Linked DNA regions of Capra hircus: region 2 is linked to region 1. Evidence: chromatin contacts called from public Hi-C data. All regions are on one chromosome and are shown on one strand. Each heading gives the region's core, a stretch centred on a gene start, on an enhancer-like site or on the middle of the called end of the contact. The rest is flanking DNA. Distances are from core to core; before and after follow the strand shown.

Region 1 (7,071 bases), core at 3,208-5,707:
GTGGGAATGTCTCTAACTATTATCCTATGGCTATCTCACCATTCTATTTGGGGGATCAGATAATTTGTTTTAGAATTTCACAGGTCTAGGGACAGAAAAGAATTTTGCCCAGGATTATACCCACAGTCTCAGTCATTCTTAATTTCCATGATTTAGTAAAGTGGTTTGGGACTATCGAACTGATAAATATGCAAAGAGATTTTAGATTGTACATTGATGTTGTAATAAGTTGAGACTTTGGAGGATGTTGGAAAAGGGTGATATATTTTGATGTGAGATAGATGTAAATCTTTAGGGGCCAGAAGACAGTCTGGTGAGCTGAATAAGGATCCTCCAGGACTGGAGAAGACTCTTGAGAGTCCCTTGGACAGCAAGGAGATCAAACCAGTCAATCCTAAAGGAAATCAACCCTGAATACTCACTGTAAAAACTGATGCTGAAGCCGAGGCTCCAGTACTTTGGCCACCTGATGCAAAGAGCTGACTCACTGGAAAAGACCCTGATGCTGGGAAAGACTGAGGGCATGAGGGGAAGGGAGGGACAGAGAATGAGATGGTTGGATGGCATCACGTACTCAAAGGACACAAGTTTGAGCAAACTCCAAGAAATAGTGAAGAACAAGGAAGCCTGGCTTGTGCAGTCCAGGGGACATGGACAAAAAACAGCTGGACATGACTTAGTGACTGAGCAACTACAACAACAAAGATGTTCACAACATAATTTCTGAAGCCTGTGAATATTACCTTATATGGCAAAAGAGACTTTGCAGCTATGACTGTTAAGCATCTTTGGGTGGGACAATCATCCTGGATTATCCAAGTGATCTATATAATCACAGGGCTCTTATAAGACGGAGGTAGTGAGAAAGTGATGTGATGACTGAAGCAAAGATTGGAGTGATGTAGCCAGCAGCTGAAGAATGCTGCAGCCTCTAGAAGCTAGATGCAGCAAGGAATAGATCCTCTCTTAGATCCTCCAGAAGAAACCAGTTCTGGTGACACTTGATTTTATCCCCTTGATACTCATTTAGAACTTCTAACCTCCAGAACTGTATGAGATAATATGGCTGCATTATTTTAAGCCACGAAGTTTGTGGTAATTTGTTACTTTTGCAATTGGAAACTAATGAAGCACCATCAATACAATCATATAGGAAGAAACCTAACTCCCCTGCTTTTACAAATAATGTCATCTTAAGCATTATGGTTATCTTTAAAATACACTCTATCATTTTTAAGGTATGAAATTTGTAAACGTTTGACATTCTCAAATGTGATTGGGCTTCATACTGGGACCAACTTGTCTTCCAAGAGGCTTCCCTTGTAGCTCTGTCAGTAAAGAATTGGCCTGCAATGCAGGAGACCCAGGTTTGATTCCTGGGTCGCGAAGATCCCCTGGAGGAGGGCATGGCAACGCACTCCAGTATTTTTGCCTGGAGAATCCCATGGACAGAGGAGCCTGGCGGGTTACAGTCCATGAGGTCACAAGAGTCGGACACAATTTAGTGACAACAGACTAGACTAATAGGATCCGAAATACAGAAATTTCCTTTATAAGCAATTATAAACAAGTATAAAAGTTAAAGTTAAAAATTACCTGTGATGGAACAACAATCATTAATGGGAATGTTAGGAGTCACTCAGGATTACATAGTGGGTAATTCTCAAGCCATTAAAGATAGGTCAGGTACTGGGCAGGAAAAAAATTCCTTTACTTTGGAAAGCTGCTCCAAAGACAGAATCACATAAATCTCAGCTTTATAAGGTTTACATGTACAGTCGTTATTTTGTTGCTTATAATTTTCAATTTGAAAAGGTCAGGAAATGTGGTTTATCTGTAGTACCTTAGGTTTCCTCCTTAGTTTTCAGTGTATCCTTCAGAGTGGTTTCTGATCTTCATTTCTTCCTGAGGGAGGGCAACACAACATAGTAGAAAGATTCAGGCTCTGGGGTGAGGAAAAATTTCCACTTAATCCTGACTGACTACTCAGTAGTGCCTTCTGGTGAGTATATTAGCTAACTTTTCAGTCTTGGCTTCTTTTTCTATAAAATGGGTATAGTAAAATCTACTCTATAAATTGTTAAAAAGCTTAACATAATTCACATAGAATTTAATAAGCAATTCTGAGAAACAATAGACTTGACTGTATGGACAGAGTTGTAGTTTCTAAGTTTATATTTGAGCAATTATCTAAAGGATGGTACCTGGAACAAACATGGAAAGAAATGGGAAATGGGGAACATTTAGTAACACCAACGGACACTGTTGCATTGTTGTGAATTAATTTCAAACATTTTCTTCTTTGAACCTAACACCATTGTTCACAAGTGATGAAATGCAGAAAATGAATCACTGTTCATCATGTAAGCCTGGGCTTGACCATCAGCTGCCAGGGCTTTCACTATTGAAACACCACTGTCTTATTTTCTTCCTCTCTAAACTTGTAATCAATTCTCTCTTGAGAGAACATGATGAAACATACAACTCTATCCTAGTAAGCATCTTTACATCTATAAGTGGTGTTCTTTAGCAATCATTATTATAAGTTACAACCTTAACTCTATAAAGAAAACAATTGAGATAATATAATTTCCCTCAAAAGCATTGAAGTATATTATTCATACAAATAGAATATATGTATTACAAATATATATTATATAAATGCATATGGTATATATACATATGAATATTACACCTAAACATACTTTATTTCTCTATATACACATATCCTTTTGTATAAAAAATATCCTGAAATAATAATCATCTGTCATATTCTTTATAGCAGTGGGTCCTCAGAGTTCAAATAATTGATGTCTTTCAGAAATCACTAGGCAACCAGGTGGTACAATTATTAAGCACCCGCAGGAACTTGGCTTCAAAGTGAATTTATTAGGATCAGAATCTGTACCATCCATCCGAAGCACAGAAAGTCCTGACCACCAGATGTCACCATCCTTCTATTTCCCTCCCAGTGTCCAGAGACGGAGAGATGTTTTTCTTTCAAGGGACTGAGAGAAAAACGTGACTCCCAACATTCCTGGGATTTTACCAAAAGGTCTCATTAAGAGGAATCATCCTGCCCATACAGATTTCCTTGTGGTTTTCGGTCATTATCCAGACAGTTCCTGACAGCAGAGGATATAAGTGGCTGATAATTTGGGGCTCATCTGGTCAGGAAGTGTTAGAGTCATTTCCTTCAGCTTGAATTAAAAATACGACTGATCGATCTAATGTGCCTAGGGTAGCTCAGTGCAAGAGAGGCTACAGGGTATGTTCTTTGGATACTAAGATTCTGGAGACAGGAGACCTCCCTAACCAGCTGGGTGGCCAGGACAGCTTACTTACAATGTGAGGCTCTTGGACTAAGTCATTTCTGGGGTCTAAGAACTCCATTATCTTTAGTTTTTAAATGCCTTTGCTGAAGAGGGTGAGCATCAGAGTAGGGTGATCTAAGTTGAAGAAAGAAGACCCTAGGGGGACAGTAAAATGCGGGTGGAGAAATTCTGCAGGGAGGGTAAGGGAAAGTTGAACATAAACCCTCGTACAGTAACCTGATGCAGTGACAAGGGCTTGGAACTCGATGGAGTTATTAACCTTGTCATTTCCACCCCTAGGTAATTCACCAGGCCACTCTCCTTCCATTCCAGATACTGCTTAACAAGGATCTATAATACTTAGCGATGTAAATGTACAATGTTCTCTCTCCTGGGGCTTGGTTGGATTTAATATGTCATGTCAGTCAATGTTCTCTGTGGTGCCTTCAGGGCATGGGATGCTTTATTTCTTTTTGAATTTATAACAGTGCAACGTTCGGTTAGGCGGTCCAGGGTGTTCATAAAACCTGGGGGTGGGAGTGGGAAGGAGTAAGAGAAATGGAATTTATTTATTGAACACCTACTATGTGCCACGTATTGCTAAGCACTTTAGGTATATTTTATTTCATCTTCAAAATAACCTCAAGAAACGCCATTTATCATGTTCGTAGATAAAGAAATTGAATTCAGATGGTTAGGTGGCCTGCTCAAGGTCACAAAAACCAGGTTGAAATTAATACTGCTTCATGTAACCCGTTCCCCAAGGTTGGAAATTGAGGCTCAGGGCATCGATTCAAGCAGCCTGTACCTATAGATGGTGGAGTCCCTGATCTTCCCCCATTGGGCTTCACTGCTGCAGGAAGGTCCCTGGTGCCGAGTGGCCTGGACTGCACCTCTCTGGAGGATGCACTGTCACATCAGTATTTGCATACTTGCCCCTGACCTTGCTAGATTATTATTTGTGGCAGCAAAGTGTCTCCCTTGCTTCCTTTCCCCTTTGGGCTGCGGAACTGAGGGGTTGGTAGAAGTCCTCTCCGACAGGGTTGGGAGTTTGCAGACGGCCCCTGAGAGGCTGGGGCGTTCCGAATTGGCTGAGCGCTCCGCGGGGAGGGCGGGGAGTTTGCCGAACGTCCCTGGCCGGAATCCCTGCCTTAGAGAGCTGCGAGCTCGGAAGCTAGGGGGAACTTGGAGGGGTCCGTAAGGGAGGGAAGGAAGAAATTGCAGACAGACCCCCAGCCCTGGTCGGCTGAGCCCCGGAGGAACGTCTCTGCAGTGTCCAGGCCGACTGTGGACGCGCCGCGCGCGGCCTCGCCAGGGCTGAGAGTTTGCAGACTGTCCCTGCCGCGGCCCGCTCAGCGGCGGCCCTGCGGCTCCCGCGGCTGCCGCGGCGGCCCCGGGCGCGATCCAGCCCAGGTAGCCGCGCCGCAGGCTCGGGGCGCCGCGACCCGGTGCCCCGCCGCGCCTTGGGCTTCCCCGGGGACAGCGGCTGGCAGGCACTCCCGGCTGCTGCTACTGCTCAAACAAGGAGGTGAGAGCTAGTGGGTCGGGGCGATCGTGTCGAAGCTCTCCATCCCCGCGGGGAGATGAACGTAGAAGGGACCGCGGAGGGCGCGGGGAGCTGGGCGCGGGGGTGGGGGAAGAGTCTGCACCGTGGGTTACGCGTCTGGGGTCTTCCGCCCTCCGCTACCCCGCCGCCAGCCTGGGTGCCCTGGCCGGGTTGAGAGACCCGGGAGTGCGGCCGGGGATACGCCTTGAGGCGCCCACCTGCCCGGGGCAACCGCTTCCCTGGGGAGACTGCAGGACTCCATGGCCCTTGGGAAGTGGGGGTTGTGGGCTTTTCAAGGGACTGTCCGGAGAAGGCTTTAGTTGCGCGGACTGGAGGCGAGCGGCCAGGGATGGTAGATGGGCGCTCGGACCGCGGAGGAGCCTGGTGGGGTCACGCTGAGGGTGTGGGCCGGGCTGGGGTCCCCGGGACCTGGGAGCGCAGGGCGGGCTCAGCCACCGGCCGCTGGGGAGTGAAAGAAGGAAGGCTGGCTCCTGGCTCCTGGGAAGGAGAGATGTGGGGGGCGGGTGCTCTGGTTCAGGGGACCAGGGAAGCCTGGGGGTGCCCCCCACCATTAAGGGACCTTCGCGGGCCGCGGATCCCGCCCGCGCGCTCCGGAGGCTGCCTGGCCGGAGAGGCTGCGGGGAGCGCAGAGCCCACACCCGCTCACACAATCCCCGAGAGCATGCTCAGTGCAGCCTTGGGAACTTCCTGCCTAGTCGCGAGCCGCCCAGGCCCCCTCCCGGCCCCCTCCCGGCCCGCGGCTGCCAAACTTGGGGGCGCGGCGCGCGCCAGTGGTCCTTTCGCCTCCTCGTCTTTGCCCGGCTCCCGGCGTTGCTCCCGTCGGTCGTCCCTGCGGCTGAGAACGGGGGCGTGAATGTCGCCCCCAGCTTCCCGAGGCCAGGTCCGAGGCCGGGTGGCCAGAGGCATGGCGGTGAGGCCGCCTGATGTAAGGACCCGCTCGGGATGCGCTCGCCGCGCGCGCGGACCAGGCGCGGTGAGCAGACTGGATGGAAGGGGGTGTGTGAGCCCGGGGACGTTCGCGCGCACACACTTGCTGTCACACACAAAGCCGTGGTTTCGTAGCTGCCGCGCGGAAGAGAAAAGAGGTGGCGCTTGCATTGTCCGGCAGCGTTTGGAGCGCAGACAGGGTGCCGGGCGCTTGCGGGCTGAGGTAACCTGGCGATGCAGAGGGTTTTCAGAGATGCCCGAGTCGAGGTCTGGGGCCCGGTACTCCTGTCGCTGACTGCCAGGCCCGGCCCAGGGCGGACGCCTCCGTCTGCACCAGCCCTGACGGCCCAGTTAGGAACGGCTGGGCACTTTGGGAGCGGTGAAGTTGGGGAGGGGAAGGCTGAGGTTTGTGCGGGGTTCCCCAGGGAATGACAGCACTGCACCTGTAAACAACTCGGATCCAAGTGTTAGAGGTGGAATCTCATTCTAAAGAGGGGCGGGTGGGAAGCCGGTGCGCCCCGCCTCCGTTCGTTGCCAGGACCTGAGCGACTCCGTGGGTTTTTATTCCGAGAGACACACCCACCACCCCCCACCTCCCCCTTCCACCCCGCCCTCCAGTTTAGCTACCTACATCCTGATCCTTAACTCGGATTAGAAGTTCTTCGATTTTGATTGGAGAAAATCACCAAAATGTTTTTCACGGACAGGTAAACCATCCCAGGTGTTTCTTAATAAATGAACTTTCATTCCTCCCGCCTACCCCTACCCCCGCCCCCCCCCCCGCCCCCACACACACAGCATAAATTCTTTTCGTTCTTATTGTTCTGGGCTGAGATAGGAAACCCTTAAATTTGGTTAGCTCTGTTAGGATTAGAGCAGAGCTCCGCTTTCTAGACTCTTCAGTTACCAGCTCGAAATCCATGTAGTCAACTTGAAGTAGAGAGACCCTGAAAAGAGGTGATGACAGTGGCAGAAGAGGGTGACCTTTTGCCTCTTTTAGGGACGGTGCAGGGGGGAGGAGAGAAGAAGGACCCTGCTCTGCCCGACCCCTGACTGGCAGACCTGGGTTTCTGGATAGAGGTTTGGTCTTTACTTTTTTCATCCCCTCCTTGGTTCCAGCCCACCTTCTCGAGTCTGAGAGGCTTGTGACTGGAGTCACCGGGAAAGGAGTCTACTGTACCAGTTTGGGACTTCGCAGGGTTCGAGCCTACACAAGCGGCTGCAGGTTAGTTTGAAGGCGCCCGCAGTGGCAGGCAGGCAGGC
Region 2 (7,071 bases), core at 3,081-5,580, 120 kb after region 1:
CAGCATAGTGAGTCAATATTTTTTATAGATTATGTACCATCCAGAGTTGTTATCATGCTATTGATTACACTCCCTGCGCTGTACATTACATCCTGTGACTTTTGTAACTGGTAGCTCGTACCTTTCATCTGCTTCCCCTAAGTCACCCATCCCCACCCTGCATGCTTTGTGTGCAGCTTTAATTCCCCTTGGCAACATAGTCACAGGTTCTGGGGATTAGGACAGGGGCATTTTTTAGGGGGCAGGCAGGCATTTTCTGCCTATTATGGATGGTGGGCAGTTACTTAACACATTATTGACTGGAGACGTATTCACGCCACAGGCATTTGTTTCCGCAGAAATCTGCCAGTCAATAATAGTATATAACAATACTATTATTTATATTATTTATAATATAACAATGTTGTTATATCAACAATAGTATATAAGGTGAAAAAATAGGTCTTCTCTGGGAAACCTAACTTGCCCACCTGGTGTTATACTCCTCTTCCAATCCCTGAGCCAATCAGACCTTCATGTTTCATCCTTCAAGCTTGCTTTCTCAAGGCACATGGCAAACCCCAGGATGAGACTGACAGGTTAAAAAAAGATAGTTGCTCACCAGAGATACTGGTCATTTGCTTCTGCTCGGCTCAAAAGTGATCTTGAGAGCCTAGTGATGAATGACTTTGGAACATTCTCTTCCTGGGAATCTTGGGCATGGCTGTCACTGAGATCAGACTCCAGGCCTCAGTGATACGTATTGTTGGTGTGCCACCATCTGCTCTCCCCTGCCCACCACCAAGCAGACCTCGGGAGGTCCATGCCTGCAGGCTTGGCAGGATGACTTTCCACAGCTCAGGGAGCTTCTGCGGAGGTTCAAGCTTTCACTCTCTTACCCTCTCGGTGTATGTGTCAAAACTATATTGGTCCATGAGACTCAGCTGGACAGTAGCCACACCTTAATTGAAGGCAGAAAGGCCTTGTGTTCTCTTTTAGAAGATTTCGTGCTTGTCACTCTGCCCTGACCCTGTCAGCTTCGTTGCTGTCATTCTTCTAGCAACGGCTGCCCAGGGAAGGAAGGTGGAAGATCCCCAAGGACACAGACAGGCAGCTGTAGAACCGCAGCTCTTTGAATCTTGGCAGGACTTTTTTCTTTTAAAGCAGATCACTATTTTCCAAACTTCACGCATAGTTTCTGCCATCTTCCTATTGCCACTTGTATTAGTTACTTAACGTATTTTTTCTTCAAATTTATTCTTGTTTTAATAAGAATGTATTGTTTATATATAATAAATTTATCATGTATTTTAATTTGGTCTTATCCTAATTCCTAACTGACAACATATACAAAGATACACATTTGGTGTGTGTTCGGGTTGAAATAATTACTGAACAACTAGAATCAAAACTGTATTTGGATATTCTGTGTACTCTCCGGGTGCACCTGTGGGACACTGGGAACAAACCTGTATTAGACTATGCTGACTGCCCCGGGGGTTTGGTGCTCTAGGGAGATAGAGTCATCAGCCAGACTTCTGTTAGCTTTAGCAGCTAAGAGGATGGCTGGTTAGCTATTTAGAAGCATTGCAAATAGAATTCCTGTCCACTGGGGTGTGGACAAGCTGGTAGTCCCAGCAAGCAAAAGAGTTTAGTTACCGACAGTAGTATTTACAATATAGATAACACAGGAGATGTGTATCCTGCTCCCCTCACTGCCCCCCTCAAAAAAAAAAAAAAAAGGCCCAACAAACCTTCATCTTTATCCTACTGGGAATAAAAGCCACGGAAAAAGTTATGTTGCTTTTATATGGAAATAGGGTCAAAACAGGGCCCTCACCAGACCATGAAACTCAATATTCAAGTGAAGCAAAAATGTAATAAACAAAACTCTGTTTGACCTTTCTCAACTGGGCTTTAAACTTTTTAAAACTTTTTGTGTGATAGTCTTTGTTTTAATAACACTTGGTCTTACTTTCAGCCTCTGGGGGAAACAAAAGCAATAATAAAGAGAATCAGTAGGGAAGGGCCCCTGGGTTGTGATCAGCGTCAGATATCTCCAGGGTCTTGAGAGCAGTGTTGCTGGGTGGCCTCTGTTCTGCCAGCATGAAGGCCTTGTGCGTGGAAAGACCAAGGCCTGTCCTGCAATTGTCTGTCATGAGCAGTCACTTGTCTTCCTCTTTCTCTTGCTTTTAGGGGGTCAAGGGAGTTGTATATGGGGTTGGCTTCTTTGTACAACATAAAACACCTTGAAATGATCGCCTTGCTTCCTGGCCTCCTCTTGTCCAGCTTTGAGAGAATGTAGAATCAGAGGTCTCTGGAAATTTGGAGCATCTCCAACTTCCCTCCTCAAAACAAAAGTTTTATTTTACATGGAAAATTGTGGGGAAAACTTGAATTTCCCTGGTTCTTGCGTTCTGTCCACCTCCCCGCCCACACCATCTTCTCATTCTTCTTCACAAATACTCCTTTCATTATTCAGTTGTGCTGTGTCAAACCAGGGCAAGGGAGGATGTCAGTAAGACCTTGAGACTCCAGAGGGAGCGGTGTGGGTAAATGAACCAGCCTGAGTGCTGGGCCTCACTGGGCGAGGAAGGCTGATTTGCTGAAGTCAGCACAGGAGCAAAATGTTTGGCTTGTCTTCTCTTTGACATTGAGATAGGTTTTGTTCTTTGGAGGAGCCCTATATGGATGAGCCTTTTGAATATTTGCACTTTATTTTCAGAGGGCCTTTGCTGCTGACTTGTGTAAAAGCATCACTTTGCTTATACCCTATCGACTCCTTTTCCTAGAGGAAAGGAAAGGAGGCAAGTGACAGGTGAGCAGCAAATTGAGCTCTTGGGTTGAAATTGCAGATCCAGATGGTGAGGTGCCATTTTGTCTAATCAGAAATTGGATTGGTTTTGGAAACATCAAACGCTTCTGGATAGTGAGACTTGGGCCTCTGTCCTTTTAAAGCTTGCATTCTAAGATGAAGAGGGTCCGTTCCAGGTGCTCCCTCTGGTTCTAGCAGGATCCTAAACCCCAGCCACCTTCCCCCGTGATTCCTATCCACCTCGTGAAGGAATGGATGAGGAGCGCAACATTATAATCTTCAAGAATCAGAACTGCGAAGGAGTCTGAGCCAGCGTTCTGTCCAATCTTATTAACAAGTTTAGGCAAGTGGGGTAAAAGAGTTTGCCCCAGGTCACAAAACCAGCTAGTGCCTAAGCCAGTTGGTTGCCAGTCCCAGAGTAGCAGTCAGCAAGAACCTTAGCTCCACCTACTGGCCAGCCAGCGTTGGCTAGTTACTGAGGCAAGCAGGGACTTACCCAGGAAAACACCATCCTTGGTTTTATTTTTAACTTTTTAATTGGCATATAATATATATATATGCGGGAAAGTACCCATGACATGTGTACAGCTTGGTGGATCTGGACAAAGTGCACACACCCACCTAACCACCCAGACAGACAAACGGAACATCACCAGCAGTTCAGAACCACCTTGTCTCACCCCTTCTGGTCACTCACTGCCCCACTACTCTCCTGATCGTCTCCAGTACGGATGGCTTTGGTCTGCTTCTGTGTACTCTGTATGAATGGACTCGCGCGGTGTGTGCTATTTGGGACTTTTCATTGCTATAGAGTCTTCCATTGTGTGACTATGCTGCCATTGACTGGTGCATTCTGCCACAGATGAGCATCTGGATGATTCCTGGTTTGGGGCTCTTCTCAGTAGTGCTTCTGGAAATACTCAAGTCTATGGCTCTTGGTGGACATAGGGGCACGTTGCACATTGACTATATACTTAGAAGTGATATTTCTGGGTCACAGGGAGTATGCACGCTCAGCTATATGAGAAAACTGTCAGTTTCCGTAAATAGTGGTACCAGCTTGTACCTTGACTAGTGTGTGAGAGCTGACCTCCCTTGTGTCCTCAGTACACTATTTCCTGTCCATTTCACCTTAGCCATTCTGGCGGGTGTGTAGTGGTATTATGTTGTGGTTTTAATCTCATCCTTTGTATTTGATTCCAAAGGACTTGGTTATGTGCTTTTGTTTGGTGCTTATAACGGACTTTGTAATCCTTACTAGTTTCAGATGGTGACCTTAGGCAGGCATACTTTTTTAAGTTTCCAAAGAGGCTGATTTTTCTAATAGACCCCACCATCTCCCAGCTGTTCTGTAGGGGAGAAGCGTGTGAAGTTGGTGTCTTGTACTCAGTAATCATTCTGCTCACTGTATGGTTGGTTGCAGTGAGATCAGCAAAAATAAGGAACAAGGTCTAAGTCAGGCTGGCTTAATTTGGTCTAGCTGACTTGATTAGTACCCACCGTGGGCATTTACAACCCAGAGGAGTCAGCAGGCAAAAGATGGAGAAGTCTGAATCTTGTTCAAATCCAGGTCTGGTGAGACTAGACTTGATTTTCAGGTTTTGAGTGGGAAATTCCCCTGTTGTCATGAATACACTTTCAGGATGGAAGGATTCCAAAGAAGAGAAATGAAGATGAAGTAGCTCAAAACCCCTGACAACCTGAAAGCACATTGTAGTATTACTTCCTAGAATGGAGTTCAGGTTTTTCTGTTTGTCGAGGCAATTGCATGATCTAAAGAATGTACCATGGAGATCCTGAGGGGAAATTAAAGGCTCGTTAGGAAACAGTGTTGGTACATGAAGCATGTTAGAGACTCAGGTCTCCTTATGTAAGCGGGTTATCTGAGTCATTCTCCGGCTCTTTTCCTGAGAGTTTCACACCAGCAGAGGAAGGTGATTAATGAAGACAGATTTGGCATCGTTTTTTATGTTGCTCCTTTTGCTGTGACTGTTTTTATCTAGGGACCAGCTCAGGTGCTCAGGGAATGAGGGAGGTGGGAGTGGGGAAGTAGGTCTCCAGAGCAGGAGGCATGATCCATCTTGTGCTTGACAGTTGAGGGCCAGCTGAATAGATTGGATCCCTCGCCTGGACATGTCGGGAGTCTTGCTTAGCATAAAGATGCTTTTGCCAGAAAATAAAGTCACTATGGACTTGGCAGAATACTGACTTCAGTAGGATAATGAGATGCTGTTTGCTAGGACCCCAATGGCTTGTTTGCTTGTTAGATATTCTGTGGATTGTTCAGAAGGTTGTCATGATCCTTTCTAGTAAGAATAGTCTCCTTGGAGGTTGGTGGGAGCCTCAAGGTTCCCACGTTGATCATACCCAGTATGATGTTGGGTAAAAGTTGAATGAATGTCTGTGTTTGGGGACCTGACTTTCAGAACATTGTGCTCGTACTGTTATTACCAGTGTGACATGATACTGGGCAGAAGAGGGTACGTATGGCCTGAAGGAGTGTGAGTGTGTATATGTTTGTGTGTGTAGGGTAGCACCTGTGTTTTTGTAGCTGAAAGGAAGGAAAGCAAACATTTGTGAGCACTGATAGGTGCTTGGGACTGTGCCCAGCCTTTGGATTTTCATGTCATATCAACTTATTCAACCTCATTTCTTCTCTGCTTTGTAGGTGTGAAACTAAGGCTTGCAGGCCTTGAGAATTTGCTGGACTAGGGTTCCCTGGAAAAGCGTAAGGGAAAGTGGGTGTAGGCACCTAAAAACTGAACTGAAAGCTGCCTTCCGGAGGAAATGCGTTGTGGAGAGACACTGCATGTGCCATCAGAGTGTTAGGGGAAGCACGCTGACTGAAAGCGCCCACCCTGGCCAGGCCCCATAGTAACCATTCGCGTGAGCTGATTCATGACAGGAGATCCTGGTAAGGAATACGGAACTAATAAGCCACCACCAACCGGAAGAGTTCGGGAAAGCTCGAAAGGAGACACCGTGTGTCCGTCCACTTCCCAGAATCCCTCTTGCTAGTGCCTCCCCTTTCCTGCAACAAAAGCAGCAGTCACCCTCCACAAGGACCTACTTTGTCCCAGAAATGGGGTTGAAATTGGAGGCTTTCTACAATGCCAATGGGACAACCACCATGGTGGGGGGGAGGGGGTGGTCACTAGGCTTTCTCATTTTAGATTGCCGGCCCTAAGGCTCACCACCTGCTGTAAATGTCTGATTTTGATAGCCAGAAGGAATAAGGATGGGCCCTTACTAGGCTCTTGTTGAGAGAAGTAGGCCTCTTAGGTCAGTCAGACTGGAGTTCCCTGGGGGCAGAAGACAGGTCTTTGGTTTCCTCAGTGCCGAGCACAAATAGGCAATATGTTGATTGAAGGGGGGAAAACACGGAACGTTGAAGGAAAAAAAGAAAAGAACTGTAACTTTGAAAAATGTTTTTATGCCTTGCCCTTTCTCAAAAGGATTTGACATCATCACCGGAAATGGTTGTTTAGATGCACTGGGAGCTGGTTTCCAGGAGAGGGTGGGTAAGACAGGTGTGAATACCTGCTGGCTGTGACTATTGTTGCTGCCTTCTAGGAGGCACAATAGGAAGTAGGTTCTTTCCTCTTCTGCCCCTTTCTTTCCTCAAGAAAGCTGATCACAATGCAGAGAGGTAGTGTTACAGATGAGGCTAACGATGAATCCACACCTAACTTCACGTAAATCCCTTGTAAAATTCAGGAACACTCTGTTCAAATCCCTACAACAGTGTTTCTCTCTAGATGTGAGTGTGATTGTAAAGACTGATATGAAATCAGTATTTTTTAAAAAAAATATATATATAATGTTGGTAGACATCTAAGTGCTCATGAATAAAACTCTCATTCTTTCAAACAAACAAAAAATACCTGATGATAGATCATGAGATAACCTCCTAAGATGGGCCCACAATCTGCTCAATAACGTGGGTGCTCAGCACGGGACAGACACTCACAGCCCCTGCCTTCTAGGGACTTGACTGCCCTAAGTTAGACTGTTCATCAATAGTCAGCCATTGTCATACCAACATGACAAGCTATCCCAACTCTTAGCGGCTTAAAACACTGTCTTTTATTGGTGTTTCTGGGACTTGGGTCAGTTGGGTGGTGGTTCTGGTTTCCCCTAGGTTCACTCATGTAGTGATTAGGGGGTCAGTCTGCTGTTCTTAGCTGGCTTCTCACATGTTTGGGGAGGTGTTGGCTGGCTGAGTTTGGTCCAGGATTGTCTCAGCTGAGACTGTAACTAACCAGGGTTCTTGGCCT

Evidence for each region. A called contact is a pair of places that touch in the nucleus more often than the background predicts.
Region 2: a contact with region 1 is called in a Hi-C map of blood, with 2.9 times the contacts expected there. The contact joins the enhancer-like site here to the promoter of MGAT5 in region 1. A contact is called at or near these places in 4 of 5 Hi-C or Micro-C datasets (blood and liver).

The regions. Positions count from the first base shown.
Region 1 is chr2:73,038,579-73,045,649 of ARS1.2, forward strand. MGAT5 (alpha-1,6-mannosylglycoprotein 6-beta-N-acetylglucosaminyltransferase A) reads left to right here and starts at 4,458. Exons shown (of 19, transcript XM_018062092.1): 1 at 4,458-4,842; 2 at 6,928-7,033.
Region 2 is chr2:73,156,696-73,163,766 of ARS1.2, forward strand. The region is part of intron 3 of MGAT5 (alpha-1,6-mannosylglycoprotein 6-beta-N-acetylglucosaminyltransferase A); the gene reads left to right. Among named protein-coding and RNA genes, the nearest start is that of MGAT5, 120 kb to the left of the region's middle. Within about 2 kb of position 4,331, at least 1 of the 5 cell types and tissues checked has an H3K27ac peak or open chromatin away from gene starts, as enhancers often do.